3 separate regions of the Mus musculus genome follow, and regions 1 and 2 are each linked to region 3. A link is a contact called in public HiChIP or PLAC-seq and promoter capture Hi-C data. All regions are on one chromosome and are shown on one strand. The core of a region is the stretch at or near the end of the contact, and the rest is flanking DNA. Distances in the headings are between cores, read along the strand shown. Region 1 overlaps Tk1 (thymidine kinase 1). Region 2 overlaps Afmid (arylformamidase). Region 3 overlaps Usp36 (ubiquitin specific peptidase 36).

Region 1 (4,114 bases), core at 479-2,978, 450 kb before region 3:
CCTGCTTTCTTGAGAGCCACACCCTCCTGCTCTCTACCCTTTGGCCAGTTCAGAGCACCCACTAGCCAATAGCTTCTATTCTGAACACACCTACTTCTGGGGAGACCTTGTATATTGTTTCCTGCCTCAGGATCCTCTGCCAAGCCAGAGTCAGACATCTTTACCTTCCTCTGGAAGGTCCCATCCAGCGCTGCCACAATTACTGTCTTGCCCTCGTTGGCCATCATTTCACAGAAATCCACAATGTCAGGAAACTGGGAAAAGTCCAGAGGATGAGGTGAGCTGCCCCAGGCAAGGGCCTCACGAAGACCGTGGGGGAGCTGAGCATGCAGGTAAGCCCAGAGCCGGAGACCAGACCACACCGCCAGTCCTGTTAAGACATCCCACCCACTTGCCCACTGCTACCCAGAGCTTGCCAGCAGGCTCCATCCAGCATCTGAGAGAGGCCTCTACACACCAGAGAGGCTGGAACAGCAGCTCTCAACTTGCAGGTCACGACCCCCGGGGGCTGAACGACCCTTTCTTTCACAGGGGTCACATATTAGATATTTGCATTATGATTCATAACAGCAGCAACATCATAGTTATTAAGTAGCAACAAAAATATATAGAATAGAGTTTATTTAGGCCATGAGGAGGGGAGTTGAGAGAGTAGCAGAGGCAGAGAAAAGCAGAAAGGAGAGAATAGAGACATGGGGGCCGACCATGACCATGTGGAGAGTGGGGGAAGGGAATGGGGAGCAAGGGGGTGAGAGGCAAGAGTGTAAGAAACAAAAATAATCTTCTGGCTGGGGTCACCACACGAGGAACTGTATTAAAGGTCTCAGTTAGGAAGGTTGAGAGCCACCAGGCTAGAACTTTCCCCTACAGTTCCTGGAAGGAAGCGGCCCTGCCAACACCAAGGGTCTCTTCCTTCCAGAACGGTCAGTGCACAAAGCTCTGGGCTTAAAGTCCTTGCTGACTTCTGTTAGGGCAGACTTAGAAGCTAAACACAGCTCATGTTTAAAATGGGCTTTCAGAGAGAGAACTCGGGGTGGACGGCAGGAAAGAGCACGTGCCACTCTTGCAAAGGACCCAGTTGCCAGGGCCACATGGTCACTTACAACCATATGTTAATTTCAGCTCCAGGGGCCCTGGTGACCTCTTCTGGCTTCTATGGACACTGCACACATTTGATAGACATACATATAAAAATAGCAAACACTCATACATTTCAGGAGCAGACCAGGTAGCTCAGTTGGTAGAAGAGAGCTTACCCAGTGTGCATGAAGCCTTGGGCTCCACCCCCAGCAATAAATGAACCAGACACAGTGTCCAACACCATAATACCAGTACTTTGAAGGTAGAAGGATTACAAAGTTCAAAGCTATGAGATCCTGTCCCAAAACATACAGGGCTGGGGAGATGGTTCAGCAGTTAAAAGTATGACTCGTTCCTATAGATTACCAGAATTCAATTCCCAGTACCCACATCAGATAGCTTAGCTCCAAGGGATCTAATATCCTCTTTTGGCCTCTGCAGGCACCCATAAACACGCACACGCACGCACGCTCTTCAGCCCCCATGGACGGGTGGAGGGAGAGCCTAAGTGAAAACCCAGAGAATAAGCACCATGAGGTTACACTGGCATTTTCCCACCAAGAAATCCCACGTGAGAGAGAATGGCTCTTGGCAATGAGATGTGCGAGGCAGGAGCAGGTTGGCAGGGATAGCTGCCCTCCGGGGTCACTCAGGCCGGCCAACCTTCAATAGCACAGTGTCTCCCTAGAATCAAGACCCAGGCTTCTCTCCCCTGCCCAGCAAGGCTGGGCATTTTCCTTAATAGTTCTTTACCTTCTTTGTTTGAGATAGGACTCTCACTGAATCTAGACCACAGCCATTCAGATGGGCGACAGGGAGCTCCAGGGACCCGCCTGCCTCTGCCTCCCTAGTACTGCGGTTATGGACACGTGGCTATACCCAGCATTTTACAGGGGTGCTAGGGACTCACGCCTGCAGAGCCAAGGCCTCACTGTTCTGTCTCCCCATCTCTTCCATCTTTTGCTTTTGATTGGTTATTACCGTGTAACCCAGGCTGGCCTGGTACTCAAAGCAATCTCCTGTCTCAGTGTTCGTGGAGCTGAGTGTGCAGGTCTGCCACCCTGCCTGGTTCCTCAGACCTTTTCTTGAGCACACTCCTGCTCCACGCCTTAGTGTTCTAGCCTTTCTCTTCGTCCCCAGTCCCTCCCAGTCTATCAACAGAGGTGAGCTGGAAGCTCCAGATTTGTCTCCAGACAGAGAATGCCACAGCCAAAGGGCAGAAACTTGGAATGAATGTGATTGGTCCCTGGACCCAGCCATCCCCACAATAGTCACAGCATGTGACATGGCCTGCTCTATAAAAACGCACATGTATAATTAGAAGCGTCCAGGCTGGGCTGGCACTCGTCAGAGTCCTGGCCCTGACTGAACATAATCTCTTGGGCCAACATCAGGCAAGGCACCCTGGCCAGCATGAATATAGACCCATTCCGCCGTCTCACCTGAGCATCGACAAAACAGGCACAGTTTATGCCAGAAGCAGCCAGACAGGCACTGCCCTCCCTCCAGGCTCCAACCCTTCTGCCAGAAGACCCACGGGAGCCCTCTCCTTCCCCCAACCCCCTCTCGGAATACCACTGCTCCATGACTAGTGTTTGCTCCGAGGCAGGTTTTAGAACCCACGATGTTGAACTGGCAGGGCATTCCCAGTAGTTCCTGGTTCAAAGACACTGATGTGACAAGCCTCCTCTTTCTGGTGTGCTCCTATTGTGTCCTAGATTGAGCCTGTCCTTACTGTGTCAAACAGAAAGGAAACACAAAGTCCCTGAAGATGCAAGCTTCTCTCTTGCCCAGAAGCCCGTGGGCCCTGGTGCTGGTGAATGAACACAGGGAAAGCTCTATATCCTCAGCTGTGGCTTCAGGGACCCTAAAGGACCCTCCACCCACTGTCTAAGGCAAGGACATGGAAGGAAGGGCAGCCCTTTTGTTTTGCAGTGGGGAGATCCTGAACTTAGTATAAAGAGCAGGTTCTAGAGACTGGGGCAGAAGCATGCAAGAACTGTGTTGTTTATATGAAGCTGGTGTGAGGGCCCATGACCGCAATCCCAGGACTCAGGGAGCTGAGTTCTAATCCAGCCCGGACCACAAAACAAGACCTATCTCAGAAATCAAAGTATCCACTAAATGAACTAGTTTTTCTTAATCATAAGGGGGAAGCATAGAAATAAATCTCTCTTATAGGCTAGGATGGGGAACAGGGCTGGAGCAACTGCTAGACTGGTGCCAGACCTGGGTACGAATCTACTGATCAGGAAGAGCTGAGAAAGGAAGGCAAGCCTAGGGAGTCGGCTGGGCCTCCGGGAACACCAGGAGAGCATAGCTAGTAAGCAGGCCACTGCGGCAGGCCTGAGGCGGGGAGCTGCACCCTAAGTCAACATCTCCACAGCCATCCTGCTCCAAGACTTACCTCTGAGGACAAAACAGATCTGGCACATCCTGGTGGATGGGCAGGTGCCAAGAGCACGGTTAGAGTGCCACAGCCGGAGCTGCCTCACTCTATCTGGGGGTTGAGGGCACACATAGGGCAGACTGGGACCCCTCCTCCATTAAACCCAAACAGCCTGGCTCCTTCCAGGGTAGAGCATGAGAGTGGGCGGCCAGAGAGCCACACAGAGTCCAACAGAAAGTCAGCAAGTGACATCGAGGCTCTGGCCCAAACCACAGGCCACCCGGGGCCATCATCCACCTTTGTGAACAAGCCACTTGCAGCCACAGGACAGTGAGGGATTCTTTTTCTTTTGTTTTGTTTTGTTTTCCAAGACAGGGTTTCTCTGTGTAGCCCTGGCTGTCCTGGAACTCACTTTGTAGACCAGGCTGTCCTCGAACTCAGAAATCCACCTGCTTCTGCCTCTGCCTCCCGAGTGCTGGGATTAAAGGCGTGCATCACCACGCCCGGCTGAGGGATTATTTATTGAGTGGTTTATTATGTTGCCACAGGTTGCATGCTTGGGACATATATGTTATCTTCGACAACTCTTTAAAATTTTTAAAAATTATGTGTATGTGTCTATGTAAGGTATGTGTGCGTGCATGT
Region 2 (4,427 bases), core at 1,091-3,590, 430 kb before region 3:
AGAGAAGGGACATAATTGTCTCTGTTTCCCAAGGGAGGGAGCAGCCTGGAGATTAAAGTCCACAGTGAGGACAGCCTGTTCATTTCCCTCAGCACAGTGTCCTGTGCGCATGGGGCGTCTGCCCTGAGGCATGTTTGTCCAGGACCTTAGGGAGGCAACATCATGGTCAAGTTGTTTACAGTTGTCATATCATCTTTATCTTTCATTTTACGTTGTTTGGGCTTTTCGAGACTGGGTCTCATAGCTGAGGCTAGCCTCAAACTCACTAAGTAGCTGAGGAAGGCCTTGGACTCCTGACTCTTCTGCCTCTCCTTCCCAAGTATGTATTGTAAGCTACATTATCATCATTTTATGTGTGCTGGCATTTTCCTGCTTGTGCACCACGAGCCTGCCTGGTGTCTGCAGAGCTAGGAGAACAACTGGAGTTCCAGATGTTCGTGAGCTTCCGCATGGGAGCTGAGGGTTGAATCTTTGCGCTCTGGAAGAGTAGCCAGTGCTCTAAACCCATGGGCCAGCCCTCCAGCCCCCGGCCCACTTTTGTCTTTCCACAGTAAAGATGACTCGGCCTTCATGGTAAACCCACTGACTGCACAGGGAATCGTGGTGGTGATAGTGGCTTATGACATTGCACCCAAAGGTAATAAGGGTGGCCCCTGAAGATCTGCGGGCCAGAGCTTTGTGTAGATAGAGCCCCCTGGTGGATCCTGACCCAGCATTTTGCTCTGTTCAGGCACACTGGACCAGATGGTGGACCAGGTGACCCGCAGTGTCGTGTTTCTACAGAGGCGCTATCCAAGCAATGAGTAGGTGTCTCACGGATGCTTTCAGGGAGCAAGGGAGGGCTAGGTCTGTGGAGCCCGACACAGACCGGGACTTCTGATGCCTTAGGGAAATGCCTTAGCCGTAATCCGGGTCTCTGTCTCACCCAGGGGAATCTACCTCTGCGGACACTCTGCGGGAGCTCACCTGGCTGCTATGGTGCTCCTGGCCCGCTGGACCAAGCATGGCGTCACACCCAACCTCCAAGGTTTCTTATTGTTTGTCAGGTAGCCCAGGCTGGCATCCAACCTGTAAGGTTTCTGTGGGTATGGGAGGAGCTGGCCAGGCAGCTCATACCCTCTCTGGAGCAGTGAGAGGGTAGAGCAGCTGGTTGAAAGGCTGATAACTTGAGTAGAGGAGACCCTTCTTTGCCTCTGCCCACAGTCCTGGTCTTCCTCTCTGGCCTGGAGGGTGGGCAGGTTGGTCTTACCAGGCCTGGCTGCTGGCCTGAGCTCCTCACCTTCATAGGCTTTCTCCTGGTGAGTGGGATCTACGACCTGGAGCCCCTCATAGCCACCTCCCAGAATGACCCTCTGCGCATGACCCTGTGAGTTATCACCCCTTCCTTTCTCCGGCACCCACCCGAGGCCTGTCTCCCCTCTGTCCTGACCCCACCACTGTCCCATCCCAGGGAAGATGCTCAGAGAAACAGTCCACAGCGACACTTGGATGTGGTTCCAGCACAGCCTGTGGCTCCAGCCTGCCCTGTGCTGGTGCTTGTGGGTCAGCATGACTCCCCAGAGTTCCACCGGCAGTCCAAGGAGTTCTACGAGGTACTGCTAACAGCCAGCTATGACCCCGGGTTCAGCATCATGTGGTCTCCTCTCCCTCGTTATTCTGCCCAAATGAGCTGGACCTGTTGGTGCACACGTGGACTCCCAGTTACTCCGGAGGCTGAGGCAAGAGGATCATGTGGTCAGGGTGTGCTTTAAAGAGAGCTCAAGGCTCTAAGGAACTTAGTAAGACCCTGTTATAAAATTTAAAGAAGCCGGGCGTGGTGGTGCACGCCTTTAATCCCAGCACTGGGGAGGCAGAGGCAGGCGGATTTCTGAGTTCAAGGCCAGCCTGGTCTACAAAGTGAGTTCCAGGACAGCCAGAGCTACACAGAGAAACCCTGTCTCGAAAAACAAAACAAAACAAAACAAAAATTAAAGAAAGAAAGGTTAGGGTATAACTCGATGGTAATGGGCTTGGTAAGCATAAACAAAGTTCTGGTGCAATCCCCAGGACTGTAATAAATAGACATATTCTGTCTAGCGGACCCCAGGACGGTCATTCCCTCATTCAACAAAGCCATTCAAAAAAACCTGCCTTTTACTGAGAGCCACCACTTCAGCCGCACTCTCATGCCCCGCCCCCTCATTTCTATCCAGACACTTCTCCGCGTGGGATGGAAGGCCTCTTTCCAGCAGCTGCGTGGTGTGGATCACTTTGACATCATAGAGAATCTGACCCGGGAGGATGACGTGCTCACCCAGGTGGGGCTAACCCCCACAACAGTCTTTCTAAATGGACAGCGTGGATCCCACGCCCACACATGGGCGTGGCCTGGGCGTCAAGAGCAGAGGGAAAGATTGGCAGTGCCTAGATGGAAAAGCCAAAGCCGGCTCCACAGAAGGGCATGTGGCGAGTGTTTATTGTTTATTATTGTTGTTGCTGAGACAATGTCTCACTGTATAACCCTGGCTGGACTGGGACTTAAAATATAGATCAGGCTGCCCACAAACTTGTAGTGATCCTCCTGCCTCAGTCTCCTGGGGCGCTGAGGTTAGAGGTGTGTACAACTGTATCAGACTTGTTACGGCTCTGACACAGAGAGTACCATAAACAGTTCAGAGAAGCCGGCAAGATGGCTCAGTGGATAAAGAAAGGGACTTGCTATGGTGTCTGAGAAGCTGAGGCTGACCCCTAGGACCCAGGCGGTGGAAGGGGAAAACCAGCTCTTGCAAGTTGTCCTCTGACCTCCACGCGTGTGTCACGGTGTGTGAACATCCACTAAATAAATAGTTCTCTTAAAGGGATGACGCTGTGTGTGGTGGCGCACGCCTCTAGTCCCAGCACCTGAGAGGCAGAGGCAGGCGGATCTCTGAGTTTGAGGCCAGCCTGGTCTACAAAGCGAGTTCCAGGACAGCCAGGACTACACAGAGAATCCATTTGAGGGGAGGGGGGCAAAGGATAAATAGAAAATTGTTGCCACACATCTGACAGGTGATAATCTTTTTCTTTTTCCCCCACTTCGGAAGTAGGGAAGGGCACCTGACTAGCTTGATTTTATTTTGAGGTGCTGGGAATTGAACACTGTGTGTGTGTGTGTGTGTGTGTGTGTGTGTGTGTATGCATGTGTACGCATGTACATGTGGAGGCCAGAGGTTGACATACGGCATCTGCTTCAGACACTCCTTTTTTTTTTTTTTTAAGATTTATTTATTTATTTTACATACAATGTCAATCAGACACACCAGAAGAGGGCATCAGATCCCATTACAGATGGTTGTGGGCCACCATGAGGTTGCTGGGAATTGAACTCAGGACCTCTGGAAGAGCAGTCGGTGCTCTCCAGCCTTCTCTCCAGCCCCACACGTTTTTTAGACAGGGCATCTCATGGAACCCAGAGCTCATTGCTTTTGGCAGGCTGGCTGCTGCTGGCCAGGGAGTTCAGGGTTCCACCTATCTCTGCTCTCCACCCCAGCTCTAGAGTCAGATCTGGGCCCCTGCACCCGACCTCTGTGGGTTCTGGGAATATGTCTGGTGTCTCCCCAGCTGAGCCACCTCTTGGTCCGTACTTCTTTTTTTTTTTTCTTTTTTTTTTTAAGATTTATTTATTTATTATATGTAAAGTACACTGTAGCTGTCTTCAGACACTCCAGAAGAGGTTGTCAGATCTCGTTATGGATGGTTGTGAGTCACCATGTGGTTGCTGGGATTTGAACTCGGACCTTCGGAAGAGCAGTCGGGTGCTCTTACCCACTGAGCCATCTCACCAGCCCTGGTCCATACTTCTAAGTTGAGCGACAGGCTCTTCCTAAGTAGACCAGGCAGGCTTTTAACCCCTTCCTTATGCTTTCCTGTCTACTCTGTTTGGATGGTGGAGGTCAGAGGCTCACTTGCGGGACTTGGTTATTCTCTTCAGTTTGATTCTGGGATCAGACTCAGGCAGTCAACTTGGTGGCAAGCACCTTTATCCACTGAGCCATCCCACTTTGGTTTTGAACTTGTAGCCCTTCTGCCTCAGGATCCTGTTGGCCCACAGGACCAGCTTAGACCTTTTTATTTACTTGTTTGTCTATTTATTTTGAAACAGGGTCTCACTCTGTAGACCAGGCTGGCCTGGAACTGAGGTCCACCTGCCTCTGCCTCCCAAGTGTTGGGAGCAAAGGTGTGTGCCAGCACCTACAACTGTTTCTTTATTCAGATAGCCATCCATTCCTGGCCTTTCTTGTCCTCTCTTCCTCCTGCAGATCATTTTGAAAACAGTCTTCCAGAAGCTGTGAGGACACCCAGTCCCCATTCTGTATGCACCTCAGAGAGCCTTCAGAAAAGAGGCTCCATCTCACACTGCCTTGCCTGTCCACCCTGTACAGTCTCCCTGCTGTGAACACAATCTCCTC
Region 3 (4,447 bases), core at 363-2,862:
GTCCTGAAATTGGCCTTCCTGCTTGGGAGCTGTGGCACCCTCACCCTCCGAGCACCTCTTCTTTCTCTTCCTGCGTGCTGCTGCAGGTGCTCCCCTGAGGCACTGTGGGAGGAGCGTGTCGATGCCCAGTCTCTGGGGATCTCCATTAGGGGTCTTTTTCCTCTTTTTGGAGGGGCTGTGTAGGGCCTCGCTGGCCTCTGGCAGTTGGTGTAAGTGGGACGTGAAGTGTCCATTGACCTGAGGCAGGGGTGTCCAGGCAGAGGGGCGGCAGCTCTGTGGCTCTGATGTCCCTAAGGGCTTGGCACTACTACTGGACAGAGATGCAGAGTGGGGGTGGGTGGACGGTCGGGGGGCAGGTGCAGCAGTCCTGTAGACGGTGGACAGAGAGAGTCACTCAGGAGATCTGCCCACGTGCCACCTCTCTCCTGACCCCACCCAGCCGCCTTCACACCTAAGAGTTTGGTGCAGATGTGGGGTTTGAGACAAGGTTTGTGCAGCCCTGGCTGTCTTTGAACTAGCTCCGTAAACCAGGCTGGCCTCGAACTCACAGAGACATCAGCCTGCCTCTGCCTCCAGAGTGCTGGGATGAAAGGTGAATTCCAGTATGCCAGACATACTCTCGAATTTTAAAAGGTTACTTTGTCTCTCTAATTCTTAGACAGACACACACACATACACACACTCCATGCTTTTTTAAGCCAGGCTAAGGAAATAAATCTACCTAAAATCAAAGTTAATAAAAGCAATACATCCCAGTTTCTTGTTACAAAGCATTTTTTTTAAAGTGGTGCTGAAAATGAAACCAAACACCTCGGCCATGCCAAGTAAGCACTGTCACGGGGCACCTCAAGCACGCTAAGGACTCATGGCCTTTACTACTAAATGAGCTGAAGTCTGACCCACAGGACAGCTTATCTTACAACAGACAAACACTATAAAACACGTGTCTAACGCAAACCAAGCTCAGTCAGCATAAGAATGCGCATGGTGGCACGTGGCAGCACACGCTTCCAATCCCAGAGCCAGGAATAGGTGTGAGGAGCAGAAGGTCAAGGTTATCCTCCAACACATGGGCCACAGTGAGCCAGACGGGGGCACCCGACAGGAGCATCAAGCTCAGCACCTGGAGGAAGAACCTGGCGGATCTCTGGGAGTTCCTGGCCAGCCAGGGTGGTAGAGCTGAGACCCTGTCCCAAAACCTACACCAAACCAAAAGCCCTCCTTCAAAACACGGAGACAGTAACAACAACTGAAAAGCAAAACGAAGAGACTAAACCCTAACGTTTCAGATTGCCACCTCAAATGTGTTAAGAGGGGAAATGTCACTGAGAAAAAACAACCAACCAAAACAAACCCAGCAGCATCCTGTGAGATTTATCTTTTACTCTCCAGAAGCTGTAGATGTTCCTTTGGGGACTGAACACCCCAAGAACAGCAAAAAGAGCCAAGCATCATACACAGTGATGTTCCTCTGAATTGGGGGTGCAGAGTGGAAACCCAATTTCACAAAGGCAAATGCTGTAAGAGAAGTAGGGCAGGGGCTGAGCACACAGGGCACATCTGGGCCGTCACCTCAGGCTTGCGAACTCCTGGAGCCTGTCCCTGCCATCACGCCAGCCAGAGCAGACTTGAGCGCAGCCTGCACTAGCGTCACTCCAAGTGTCTGCCAGAGCTTAACAACGGTTTACACTGGCAGGGGCAGTGGCGAGCACCTTTAATCCCAGGACTCCAGTGGAGCTCTCTGAGTTTAAGAGGCCAGCCTGGTCTACTCATCCAGTTCTAGGAAAGCCAGGGCTGTTATATAGAAAAAGCCTGTCTCCACCCCTGCCACCCAACACACACAAGACCCTCACAGAGACGCACATTTACACTTGGCCTGGAAAGATGGCTCAGCAGGTAAGAGCAGTTGCTGCTCTTGCTGAAAACCCAGGTTCAGTGTGCAGCAACCATCCAGTGGGCCACATCCTGTCTCTCCAGCTCCCTCTTCTGACCTCTGTGGACACCAGGCACACACGTGGTGCACGGAATACTTGCAGGTAAAATATTCATACATACAGATCTAAATCCTAATGAAAACAGACCTACTGCGCCAAGTGTGGTGGTGCACAGCTTGAACCTCAGCGCTCAGGAGGCAGGCTGATCTATATGGTAAGGCCGTCTCAAACGAATAAAACTTGACAGAAAAAATGAACAACTCCCCCTAATGCTCCAACATTTAGGGACCTTAACACTTAAGGACACCCCACAAATGTTATGCTAGAGACAGGACGCATGCATGTTCATGGTGGGGATAGTGGCAGCCATGAATATCATGTCACAACCTTCTAGGACCGGCTGACTCAGTGGGAAGAGGAGGAACCCACAGCACCACAGAGCCTCACTTGTGCTCTCTCTTAGTTCCTGTGTCCCAGCTGCTGTGGCGCTTGGGCCCCAGGGACCCGGGTGACTGAGTGTCAAGAGTCCTCACATCTTGTCACTCAGCACTCCTAAGGGATGCAGGCACCATGGAGTCCGGCCCCTTACTGGGTCAGATCACCCATGGATGAAATTAAAGGCCCTGGACGATGGTATAGCACTCGAGAACCCAGTCCTCCTTCTCTAGGCCTGGCACGCAGCCAGCAGCCAAGAGATGAGGGATGACGCTGACAGGAAAGATGTCCCTGCAGGGCTCCTATGATCACAGGGCCTGAGGGGTCAAAAGCCAGGACAGTGCAGTGCTCCAGGTTTCAATGTTCCTGGGGTAGACTGGCAGGCAGGCGAGAGGCCAAGACTCTGAAGACCGACAACTCGGCCTCACTGCAGTTCTTTTTCCAGACAGGGATGGACAGGAGAGGCCTCTGTCCTCGGCGACCCAGGGCTCCTCAGCAGCCAGGTGCACAGAAGCACAGGAGGGAAGGAGCCGCACCCAGGGCCTGCCCCCAAGCTCACCTGGTCTTACTGACAGGCCCAGTGGAGGCAACGACGGGGTGGGTGGCTTTCATGGGGGAGGTGAGGTCGCAGAATGCTGAGGGGGAAGGTGAACCGATGTCATTGCCGGTCGCCCTCCGCAGGGTGCTGGCCTGCAGTTATTGACATAAATAAAAACTTGGTGGTCTAAAAAAAGGTGTCCGTGAGTGAAGAGGGAAAATAAAATGGAAAATAAAATAAAATGAGCCCAAAAAGATGAAGGGACAGAAGAAAAAAAAAGGGGTGGGGGTGGGGTTGGTGGAGAGAGGGGACAGCAGAAGAAGAACCAGAGTGTTGTTGGTTAGAAATAAAAAGGAAAAGGACAGGACATTTCAACAAGCATCCCGCCGCAAGCCCACACACTGCTCACGCCCCACAAGCTAGGGGTGGGCGGCTCCTCCTCAGCCTCCCTACCTCCCCACCCCCACCCCCAGCCCGGGCAGCTGTCCGTCTCTGAGTGCCCTGTGGCGGCTCAGCTAGGAGACTCCATCATAGAAAACTGGTTAGTCCTCTCAGACATGACTACCAACAATCTGAGGTACTGAATAACTGGGATCCCCTCAAAGCAATCTTCCCCTTAAACAGTCCTTTCTCAGCTTGCAAACCGCAGGGAATACCAGCAGGCACTCTGGTGCCAGGGTCTGAAGTCCTCTGTGATTCCCTATCCTATCCTCACATCTCCAGCCCCAGGGCGCTTTCAGAGAGGAGACCCCCACACACCCACCTTCTTGGCTGACAGGGCCAGTTTTTTGGCTGGTGGAGGAGACATGAGGCTTGTGGGCTCGGTTGTGGTGCTGCTCAGGGCCGGGGACTTCAACTTCACCATCTTGGCATCTACTCCATTCAACAGCGCTTTGGGATGGCCAGCGGTGGGACAGTTTGTTCCCTGAGAATCACAGGCATGCGCAGCTCTGCTCTCTGCGGTCTGCGGGGCCTTGGCAGGGTCACTGCTGGCAGAGTGCTCGGGGCTGGAGCTGCTTGAATCCCCCTTCTCCAGGTCCACACCACTGCCTTCGCCCTTCAGCCTGTGCCCGTTAGTAATGGCTCTGGCCAGGAGCTTCGGGGAGGTAGAGAAGATGGTGTCTCTGCTTGCCCAGGAGCCGGGCCGCTGGCTCCGGGACTCGCCGGTCCCAGGAGAGCCCTGAGAAGTGGTTGGAGATGTGGTGAGAGACTGCAGTGGGGCTGACTTCTTCACCTTCTTTCCGGGCTCATCCAGAATGGTGGGCATATGAGTGGGCGTGGGCGTGAGTCTTGGGGACGGGGACCCGGCAGGTGTCTTGGCAGGAGCACATCCGTTCTGTAACTTCAGGCCAGGAAGGGAGCCATTTCTGGACACAGGTACGCCAACCTCCTCAGGGGCTGGGAGCTTTCTCATCATTACAGAGTCTTGTCGCTAAAAGGAGCAAGGCAGGAACCCATCAGAGCTCAGAGGAGCACTGTCCAGGGAACATGGCTCCCCCCCCCACCCCCAGGGCAACTTCTGGGAACAAATTGGCTTCTG

Evidence for each region. HiChIP or PLAC-seq counts read pairs in DNA pulled down with a chosen protein or histone mark. Capture Hi-C pulls out chosen DNA fragments and counts their contacts.
Region 1: a promoter capture Hi-C map of liver shows a contact between it and region 3. The contact joins two enhancer-like sites. A contact is called at or near these places in 4 of 39 promoter capture datasets (embryonic stem cells, liver and pre-B cells), 2 of 115 datasets of contacts at active chromatin or transcription factors (bone marrow-derived macrophages and pancreatic cancer cells) and 1 of 9 other capture datasets (liver).
Region 2: an H3K27ac HiChIP or PLAC-seq map of hepatocytes shows a contact between it and region 3, with 3 times the contacts expected there. The contact joins two enhancer-like sites. A contact is called at or near these places in 1 of 39 promoter capture datasets (embryonic stem cells), 10 of 115 datasets of contacts at active chromatin or transcription factors (embryonic basal ganglia, embryonic hindbrain, embryonic stem cells and 5 more) and 1 of 9 other capture datasets (liver).

Annotation. Positions count from the first base shown.
Region 1 is chr11:117,816,938-117,821,051 of GRCm38.p6, forward strand. Tk1 (thymidine kinase 1) reads right to left here. Exons shown (of 7, transcript NM_009387.2): 5 at 165-254. Among named protein-coding and RNA genes, the nearest start is that of Afmid, 6.9 kb to the right of the region's middle. Within about 2 kb of position 1,729, at least 14 of the 459 cell types and tissues checked have an H3K27ac peak or open chromatin away from gene starts, as enhancers often do. A contact at or near this core is called in liver, where this site is marked.
Region 2 is chr11:117,834,216-117,838,642 of GRCm38.p6, forward strand. Afmid (arylformamidase) reads left to right here. Exons shown (of 11, transcript NM_027827.3): 5 at 552-637; 6 at 731-803; 7 at 930-1,027; 8 at 1,288-1,366; 9 at 1,451-1,592; 10 at 2,193-2,297; 11 at 4,278-4,427. The coding sequence ends at 4,310. Among named protein-coding and RNA genes, the nearest start is that of Tk1, 10 kb to the left of the region's middle. Within about 2 kb of position 2,341, at least 23 of the 459 cell types and tissues checked have an H3K27ac peak or open chromatin away from gene starts, as enhancers often do. A contact at or near this core is called in hepatocytes and liver, where this site is marked.
Region 3 is chr11:118,264,874-118,269,320 of GRCm38.p6, forward strand. Usp36 (ubiquitin specific peptidase 36) reads right to left here. Exons shown (of 21, transcript NM_001033528.1): 14 at 3,671-4,339; 15 at 2,929-3,059; 16 at 1-367. Among named protein-coding and RNA genes, the nearest start is that of Cyth1, 19 kb to the left of the region's middle. Within about 2 kb of position 1,613, at least 27 of the 459 cell types and tissues checked have an H3K27ac peak or open chromatin away from gene starts, as enhancers often do. A contact at or near this core is called in hepatocytes and liver, where this site is marked.